Linked DNA regions of Danio rerio: regions 1 and 2 are each linked to region 3. A link is a contact called in public HiCAR-type and Micro-C data. All regions are on one chromosome and are shown on one strand. Each heading gives the region's core, a stretch centred on a gene start, on an enhancer-like site or on the middle of the called end of the contact. The rest is flanking DNA. Distances are from core to core; before and after follow the strand shown. Region 1 holds the start of her8a (hairy-related 8a). Region 2 holds the start of si:ch211-196f2.6. Region 3 holds the start of zgc:77439.

Evidence for each region. A called contact is a pair of places that touch in the nucleus more often than the background predicts. HiCAR-type assays count read pairs that join an accessible place to other places.
Region 1: a HiCAR-type map of caudal fin shows a contact between it and region 3, with 4 times the contacts expected there. The contact joins the promoter of her8a here to the promoter of zgc:77439 in region 3. A contact is called at or near these places in 1 of 18 Hi-C or Micro-C datasets (an unstated tissue) and 1 of 4 datasets of contacts at active chromatin or transcription factors (caudal fin).
Region 2: a contact with region 3 is called in a Micro-C map of caudal fin, with 3 times the contacts expected there. The contact joins the promoter of si:ch211-196f2.6 here to the promoter of zgc:77439 in region 3. A contact is called at or near these places in 2 of 18 Hi-C or Micro-C datasets (caudal fin and an unstated tissue).

Annotation. Positions count from the first base shown.
Region 1 is chr7:26,461,846-26,465,349 of GRCz12tu, reverse strand. It overlaps her8a (hairy-related 8a), which reads left to right and starts at 1,494. Exons shown (of 4, transcript NM_199624.3): 1 at 1,494-1,652; 2 at 2,934-3,029; 3 at 3,398-3,476. The coding sequence starts at 1,590.
Region 2 is chr7:26,197,518-26,200,879 of GRCz12tu, reverse strand. It overlaps si:ch211-196f2.6, which reads right to left and starts at 2,082. Exons shown (of 5, transcript NM_001386734.1): 1 at 1,861-2,082; 2 at 359-724; 3 at 153-285; 4 at 1-17. The coding sequence starts at 1,912. All of the region lies in intron 3 of LOC141375366 (a long non-coding RNA gene), which reads left to right.
Region 3 is chr7:26,329,717-26,332,924 of GRCz12tu, reverse strand. zgc:77439 reads left to right here and starts at 1,337. Exons shown (of 8, transcript NM_001197289.1): 1 at 1,337-1,443; 2 at 3,119-3,208. The coding sequence starts at 3,158. trnas-uga (transfer RNA serine (anticodon UGA)) reads left to right here and starts at 1,700; the gene lies at 1,700-1,781.

The sequences.
Region 1 (3,504 bases), core at 245-2,744, 130 kb before region 3:
AAGGTAACGCATTACTTAAAAAAAACTCGATTAACTAGACCTATAGTAACTCGAGTTACTTTTTAGTTTATTTAATTATCTTTTAAATAAATAACTGAACTAAAATTGGTCACAATGAATTACGCAGTCAATTGGAGGATGTGTTATTTATTTCGAACGCATTAAAAAAAGGAAAATGGGATTATCTCAATGGACAGTAATTTTACTTAAATACACTGTAAAAAGTCCTGGTTGCCTTAAATTTTTAGGTTGAATCAAATTATTTTGTACTTTATGCTAAACTGACTCAAAACAGCTTGCTCAACTTCTAAAATTAAGTTAGAACAATATTAACTTAATAAGTTCCATGAAATAAAAACACATGTCTGATTATAATTGAGCATATTTTTTGCAGAGTAGTACAACATAGCAAACACTGCTTTAAACTTTTAACAATCATGTATATATGGCATATATATAGCTCTAGGTTAGGAAGTTCTCGGATAAAATTATATTTTAAAATTGGTTTAAGTTATACAGTGTGTTGTTTATTGCACTCCTCTATTTAAAAAGAAAGTAAGAAAAAAAAAGTTCTGTAAGAGGTCCAGCCTTAGCCAGGTATAAAAAGTAACGTAAAATTAAGTGTATTACTTACCATAAAAAGTAATGCAACTAGTTACTTTTTGGGGAGTAACTCAATATTGTATTGCAGTACTTTGTGAACTTTCCCAACACTGAATATAATAATATATTAAAAAGAAATATAAACTATTTTATTTTATTGATTAACTTTCATGTGTCTAAAGTGACGGCCACTTTTTGTTCTGTGTCACTAAATAAATCATTGGATTTACCTTACCTTAAATTTTTTTAAGGTAAGTGGTTGCAAACAATTTATGTGAGCTGAATTTAAACAAACATGACGGAATTGTGTAAAAATTCAGCCACTATAAAATGTTTGCAACCACTTATCTTAAAAACTGTTAATTCAATTAATGTTTTTCATGCAGTGTACCACAGGTGCGTCATATATTATCATATATTATCATATAATATATATATATATATATATATATATATATATATATATATATATATATATATATATATATATATATATATAGGCCTATATATATATATATATATATATATATATATATATATATATATATATATATATATATATATATATATATATATATATATTTATATATATTACAGTTTAAGGGTTAACAGGAAAGAAAATGTTCCTAGAAATGTTTGTCAGCTGAATCAAATGCGTGTAACATTTTGTGACAGCGAGTCACCAGTGAAGTGAAACTTTTGAACCCTGAGCCTCATCTCAGTGCACCAGCACTATGTGTGGAACGTGGGATCTGCGCTATTTAACAGGCCAAACCCGAGACTGTGGGAATTTGTGCTGCAGAAAGCACCCGTGTATTGTCATGGTAATTTGGGTGGGTGGAGGTTTGAGGGGGCGCATGGGTACATGTTAAACGAGGTTAAGTGAGCCTGTGTACTTTCTGCTTCCACCGAGACCACGCCACCACAACCCAAACGTGCACACTCGTGGGAAACTTTCTGAACTAGTTTCATACTGGTGGAGAATAATGACGGCCTCCAACATGGGCAATGGTCCGGAGAAGAATTTCAACGCAAAAGAGGAGCGAAAGGTAATGTCACATTTGCGGCATTTTGTGCGGTTTGATGATGACTGTGCGAACTTTAGCGAAATATTCAACTTTATTTTATGTATCCATGATAAAAGCATAAATAAACATCACATGGCGATTTATTAAATTAGCTTTTACGTTCAAGTTTTCATTCTTGTGACGGTGTGAAATGTGAATATCTTCTGTTTAAATTAGAAATGTAAAATATCCGAAGTATCAATACACTCTTCAAACTTATGGTTCTACGACAGAGTTTTTGCAGTAGCAAATTGCAGTTGCAATTCGGGCTCCTTGAAGAACCTTTTAGTGAAAGTTATTAAAAGTTTCTTAGTGTGAATCCTATTAATAAGTGAAATACATTTTAAAACTCCAAACAACATTTTAGAGACAACCCTGTAAAAGTTTGTTCATAACCATCAGTGCTCATAGAGAAACTTTATCACTTGATATATTTCATAAACAACTCAATACAACAAAACAGCACAATACAATTTGCCTAGCATGTTTTGTTACCTCAACTAATCCATTTTAAATGATCTGCATTGATTAAATTAATAATTTTAAAAGATAGTTTGCCCTCCCAAAATGCTAAATATGTCATAGTTTGTCATCGCATTATTTTTTTTTGTCATATATTGAAGGTTGTAAGTAACCATTTTTTGGTCCCAAATGACTTCGAAGATTTTTTTTATATTGTGGAAGTAAACCAGAAACAGTGGGGTTAGCCACAGTCCTAAAATATCTGTATGTCTTTATAAGTCTGGAACAATTTGAGCATGATTTAATGATGACATAAATTATGACAGAATTGTGATTTCTGTGTGAACTATCCCTTTAAATAACTATGACACCACCACCACCACTACTACTGACTTAACTCTGCACTCCTTATTGTCATCGATGGTTTCATGAACAACTTTTTACATCAAAAGAACTTTTTCATTCTACAGAAGTTTCTTTAGATAACTAAAATCTTTTTTTTTTCCACAGAAATAACTGTGGAACTTTTCACTGTAGCAGCATGTGAAACTGTTCTAGAAACCTTTGTTTTTAACAATGTCAGAGTAACTGCAGTAAGCTTCAGGCAAGACTTTACATTAGTTGTTAAACAATGACATGAATATGACCTCATTTGGGATGTCTAACGACTGTTTCACTCTTTAGATATATGCATTACTGAACTGGCTTGTGTATTGTAAGTCTTGGTATAGTCAAACCTGGGAGCAAATGAATCCCTTGAGGATATCTTATGAATAGTTCACATGCTTTCTATCATTTTAGCTGCGGAAACCATTGATAGAGAAGAAACGCAGAGAGAGGATAAACTCGAGCCTTGAGCAGCTGAAGGGTATAATGGTGGATGCCTACAATTTGGACGTAAGTGAACTACATGAATAAACACATTGTATACATACAGTCAAGATCCAAATTATTCATACCCGTGGTAAATTCTGACTTAAAGTTATTTAAGGGATTGTACATCGTTACTTTTTACTCTTGTACAAGTAACTTTTATTCAACCAGCTATTTATTGTTTGACCGGAAATAACAGACCTCTCCCGAAAGATAATAAAGACAATGTACAAGAGTCATCATTGTGGGGAAAATATTTCTTCTGTAACTTTACCTCAGAATTTGCATGAGGTATTTTGATCATTTGTTTATTTCATTGCACCAATATAATATATGTCTCTTCAATATTTCAACATTTTTATGAAAATAAATCATAATTTGAATTCCCACAGCAATCTAAACTGGAGAAAGCTGATGTTCTGGAGATCACAGTTCAGCACATGGAGAATCTTCAAAGAGGTCATGGACAGGGTTAGACATTCTGTGCATCATATCTTTA
Region 2 (3,362 bases), core at 833-3,332, 130 kb after region 3:
TTTCAAAAGACTTTATCCTGCAAGGTCATTAATATTTCTTTTAGATTGCATTGAAGAAGACACATTGAATATAAAACTTGTTGCTTTATTTTAGCCTGAAATGTGAAATACCAGTCTTCATTTTTTCATATAAACAATTGTGATAACTTTACCTTCTACAATTGCATTTTCTCCATAAGTAGATCAGGAGGATCAGGATGAAAAGGCAAAGAATAGTTCCGGTAATCATTGCGCCCAAAAGTCCAAATAATCCCAGCTTTCGTTCTGATTGCATGTAAGTATACTCTATGCAAAAAACAGCATGTTATTATAAAATAGAATCACGCATCCCATTGGAATGGCAATGTAGAAGCATTACCTTTTTTAGATGTGTCGATACTGGCATCTTTCTTACTGATATCCACACACTGCTCCAGTTTACCTGAGGGAAATGTTATGAACGCGCAACAGATTTGCACGCTCTCGTTTGATGCTATTTTAATGAGAAGGGATGATGATGACGGACGTGGAGATTGTCTGCCCTTGATCTCCACTTTAGTCTTATAATTATGCATAATATGTATGCCGAAATGAGGATGATACGTGCCCAGTTTAGTGTGGTTTGGGCCATGAAGTATTTCCCAGTTGATCTGTGTCATGTTTTCGTCCCCCAAGAGGACGCAAGTAATGTTCTGGCTATCTCCGGTAAAGCGGTGACTGATAGACACATCACTGTTTGATTTGCCTGGTAAAAAAAAAACATACACACAATTTTAAAAAATTTAGTGATTTCAAGGATCACTGAGACAGAATGCTAAAAATATTGATAAATGTAGAAGAAAGTTTCAGACAAGACTATGTTTACATTCAAGGTGTTTGAATTGTGGAAAACGTTACTTTATTGTTATTTAATACACTGTAAATATTAATTGAAGTAAAAAAATAATTTAGATTTTAAATGGTTAAGTGTTAAATTATACATAGCGTCAGTTAAGCAAAGATTTTAAATATGTGTGTGTTACAAAAAATGCTATTTCCGTTTCTTTACTTTGTTTAACTTTTCATTTTTGTTTAATTGCATATTTGACGGACTTTATATACAAAACATTTATTTGGGAGAGCTGGTGACGCATTGTGAAACCTCTACAAGCTGTGATTACACAAAAAAAAAGATTCTGTGGATTTACATTTTTTAAGGTAACTGTACTTCAAAAAGCGATTACTTAAAAAAGTAAGTAAACCCATGCCCTTAAAAAACGACAAGTTGATTTTACTTTAAAAATGTGCATATTTATGTTGTAACTTAGAACTGTTACCTCATTTTTGTAATTATGCACATAGTTTGTTTACTTAATAATTTGAAGGTAATTAATTTACTCATTTTTTCAGACAATCGATTTTTACAGTGCGGTTGCAAACAATTTATACATAATGTTCAACTTAATTTGTTTGGTTAAATTTAGTCCATATAAAACACTTATCTTAGTAAATTCATTGAATCATCTTGTTTTTGTACTTATTTTTTTATTAAAACAAAAATCCATGCAAAATCCGTGTTCAGATCAAAATAAATTGGCTAAGAGAATCCTTAAATTGAATCCCATAATAAAAAATGTATTAATTTCTATATAAAATATTGTCAGTGAAAGTGTCGGTAATCATAATTTCAGTGGTGCATGCGGAAGGGATATGCTTTCGTTTAAAACATTTTAATGCATGATGTCTTCATTTACCATTTTCAATTTATAGCTTTTTCCGGTGACATAGCAACTTCAGCATCCTCTGCTCAAACTACATCTAAAACCTTTATGGTGATTTAGGTACATTTAAAATGTACAAATATTACATTTTCTTAAACAATTTGACACAAAATGAAGTTACCTGATTCCAAGAAGGCGAGGGTGAGAAAAGCACAGAGAAAGTTGCGGCTCATGGTTGTCGAGCTTCACCAACTCTGGCTTTGTCTTCCGTCTGTTTTCTGCTTTGTTTGTCTTCTCTTTTTACCTCTTTGAACCTCTAACCATCAGGCTGTCATTCTAACCATCTGCTTTCTTCCCTCATGCTTTCTTTAGTTTAACTTCGACTGCCAGCTCAGCTCATCTTTGATGTTGTATAAGGAAATGATGCTTACTGCACTTGAACATGTGGGAGTTTCCACTGAGTGTTTTTTTTTACCCAGAAAAAACACTCAAAAGAAAGTTATTACAAGACAGTTTAGCAGTTAGTAATATTATATATATATATATATATATATATATATATTTTTTTTTTTTTTTTTTATATGTGCAAAAGTCCAGTTATTCTCTTCTACATGAATTCAAACATCATGTGCTTAAACAACACTTAAAACATTAGAGGTAGTAACTCGAGGTGTCTCAAGGAAATGGAATTATTTTAATGGAAACTGCAAGGGATAGCTTAGAAAAATGGAAACATCTACCATAAATGGTCATATCAAATGAGTCACCTTTTATTAAGGGCATCTCTTATTCACATTGAAATTTTGCCTTAAATGAACTCTACTTAATATATCATGTAGCCACGATTTTTGCTACAAGTGACAACTGAGACGATCAGACATTCACACATTAACCTTAAGTTGAGTTTGTTCTTTTATACTCCTACTCGAATCCATCTGTACGATTGTACGCCCCGCTATATTCACACCAATCACAGATGTTCTTTTCGAATCTTAATATCCTTTAGTATTTGCATAGATGTCATCAAAATGTTCATCAGTACTATTATTTGAAAAAGTTAATTGGTGAAAAAACAGGTTTAAAAGGGTTTCCTTTATGTTTACTGTACCTATTTTAATGGGTTTACATGAAAGGCTCTATTTTGACGATCCACGCGCAAAGTGTAAAGCGCAGGGCGCAAATGCATTCAGGGCGTGTCAGAATCCACTTTTGCTAATATAAGGACTAATGTTAAAAGTTCTTAAAAGGTATAAAAACCAAAGTTGCGTCGTGCCATAGTGCATTTGCTATTTACCTGACGGCTTTGTAAGTGGAAAAACAGCATTTCACAAGCAAGAAAACTGTTAAACAGAGCATCTGCAGCGCCAGAATGAGAGATAAGGCCTCTCATTATCTACTTTCACTTTCGCTCTTGTGGATAGGGAAACCTTGTACGCACAGACATCAATTAGTCTATAAATAATTAATTTCGTTTGTTAAGTGCGAATAATGTTTCAAAACTATTTCTAAATTCAGTTCTAATTTCCAGCCAACGAATAAATAAACAATAATAACGAAGTGTGGTCAAAATACTGAGTTATATCCTAATACACATGCTGTGCCCCATATGGTCTTAAACCTGACAGGTGGACAAATCTAAGCTTGTTTTTAATAAACAAATATAAATATGGATATAATAAATAA
Region 3 (3,208 bases), core at 88-2,587:
ATAACGCACCATGTCATAAAGCATGCATCATCTCAGGCTGGTTTCTTGAACATGACAATGAGTTCACTGTACTCAAATGGCCTCCACAGTCACCAGAGCTCAATCCAATAGAGCACCTTTGGGATGTGGTGGAACGGAAAAACTACAGCCTGTGCTCCATCCTTTAATAATACAGATATATGAGATCATCTGCACTATGGCTAAAATAAACAGAAGTATTTATTAAACTCTTTCTTTGTCAGTTAGTAAACATTATTTTACATTACACTATCAGACCCATGGGAATTTAAACTGTAAGTTATATATTACAATTTTATAAATAATGAAAATTTAGAATAAAAAATGTCAAAAGATACTTATTTTTAAGATACAAATGTATTATCATATGTCATTACAAATTTTTGTATTTTTTTTTTTAGAAATAGGTTAAAACTTGTTTTAAATGAAGGACCGAAGCCTACAGACAATACGCTGGCCAGTACATTCAACATTCCTCAGTCAGAATTTGGCCATTTGATTAATAAGAAAAATTCAAACATATTAATACTTCGACTCTTTCAAACCACCCAAACCCCTCTCTACAGGTCTAACTATTAAATTTAGCTACCTTAATAAATTTTATGAAGAGAGGTTTAATTAATAATATATTTTAATAGCAGTTAAATATTATATATATACATATATATATATATATATATATATATATATATATATATATATATATATATATATATATATATATATATATATATATATATATATATATATATATATTTGACAGTTGAACAGGTGTACCTAATGGAGTGTATGTGTGTTCGCACAAGCATTGTTGTATATGACAATTGACAGTTAGGCTTTGTCCGTCTGTATCTGTATATCTGCAGCTAAAGTTAATTTGTTACATTCAGATCTCAAAATATGCACAACTTCTATGATTTAAGTTACAAAAAGACACAAGGGAATCAAATTTGAGTTTAGCTTATAGGAGCCGATAAAGAAGAAATCTGTAGGTTTTGCTATAGACTTAAATGGTGATGATATGGAAAAAAAACAAAAAGAGTCTTCTAGTTCCCAGTACAACAATAAGAAGGGCTGTAATAAGGTAGATGTCTCTGGGGTCAGTGCGAAACCCCTGCATTCACGAAGTTTCCATGACGCGAGCTCGTAACTTGTTACTTTCAGATATCTTAATTATTTACAAGAAACCGTTCATTTACTGAGGGGTAGCAAATAATTTATTCATTTTAAAATAGTATAGAAACAAACTGGCTTATTGATTTAAAAATTGCCCAGTGCGTAATTTTGAGTCCAAAATTATACTCGGGGAGGGCATTTGGCAACCAAAGGTGTCACGTGACGCGCTCGATAAAACGGCTAAAAGTGTAGGCCAGTGTCTGTTTTCTGGAGGTCCACAGAAGCTGCCTCTTTCACCCTCATTTTACGGTACGATTAATTCTCGATTGTCTCTGAATACAAAATACCTTGTTTAATGATTTGGAAATAGTTTATTTCAAAATCATTTTAACATTATCACAGAATTCGGTGTGCATTTGGGTTAGCAAAGGCTGACTGATGTTACATCTATTTTACACCGGACCGTTCGCGGTTCCATTATGTTGTGTTCTGTTTTGTAAACAGCTAGTACGCCTTGTGTAGTTTAACAACAACAAAACAGGAAGTTCCCTGTTTATGAACCGGTGCTGCGATGGCCGAGTGGTTAAGGCGTTGGACTTGAAATCCAATGGGGTCTCCCCGCGCAGGTTCGAACCCTGCTCGCAGCGATAATTTATTATTTTGAGGAAGTAAAAATTGCAGCCATTAGCTCCACAAGAATGCTAGCATTCACAAAAGTGCTCATTCCCACAAAAAAAGATTGGAAAGTAAGGTGGTAATTGCATGCAAGCTAGTTTGTGAGTTGAAGTACTAAAGGCTTGCCAAGTTTGCACAAAAACAAAACTAAAGGAAAATATAACTGTTCATCCAAGTATCTAAAAATCCACTAGAACATCTTAAACTTTTGTATCAGTGTATGCTGAATTGAAGTTATTTGACAAATTGAGCAAAATATCAAAGTAAAAACTCTTTAACAACTTCTGACTGATTTCTGGATAATAACTGACGACGGGCCTCGCCTCTTGTCCGTTACAACCCATGTTGCTTTATTTTCTAATATTTTATCATGTAGATATAATTATTATTCATTTGGCACTCATAAGTTGATCAGATGTATTTGTAAATTGGCTGATGAATATTTTAAGCTATGTTCAGATAAATGCACAGCTAAAGTAGTTCTACATCCAGAAGCAGTTTGGCCTTAGGTGTGGGCATTCACTGAAAAAAAGTAAAGTTCCCTTGAATATTGCCTTATTATTCATAATAAATTACAATACTGTATGCAGATCCATATGCACGCGTAAAAGCATGTGAAACACTGACACCTATTGACTATAACCGGTGACAGTCAGTACCCTGATTTATGCTAGTAGTCAAACAGCTTAATTTATGTGTAAAAGGCAGTTCACCTCCTTCACTAAACTCATGATTTAGCGCAGTGTTATCATTCCAGAAGGGGGAGAATCTCAAGAAAATATGGCAACAGTTTAAAAGCAACCAAATTGCCGTGGACGTGGCAACCCAAGCACAAGTTTTAGACTTTTGAGATATTTTTGATAAAAAAGAAAGCTTGTCTCATGTCGAGAGATCACCTGACTTCCTATGTAAAACTGACTTCCTATGTAGCCTAGGGTCTTCCAGAAATTCTTCACATGCAACATTTCTCTCTAAATAGGTACAAAAAAAAAAAAAGTTTTAAATTAGTATTAATTTATTTATTATTATTATTATTTTTTGCTATGAAAAAGAAGTGCCATCAAAGCACAAAGGGTTAACATGATTGAGCTGCCGGTGAGCTGGACAGATTCCAGCGCGCACTCGATAAAATTAGCGGAGTATTGAGTCTCGTCCGCTTTGAGAGACTGACGGATCCCGGTGCTGGTGGTCGTCCGAGGACAGCTGTAGAGACCAGCTTCATATCCTACAGTATGCGGGATTTAAAATCACTGTGATCTGCCTCCACCCAGACTGGTTTAACCAAAGTGTTTTTCGTCTGTTTTGACAGGTGTCAACTTTCCGTTTCATACCCGTAGTGTGCTGTACAATGCCCGGCGTAAGGAAGCTGCGTGTGGCTGTTATCGGCGCCGGTGCTGCG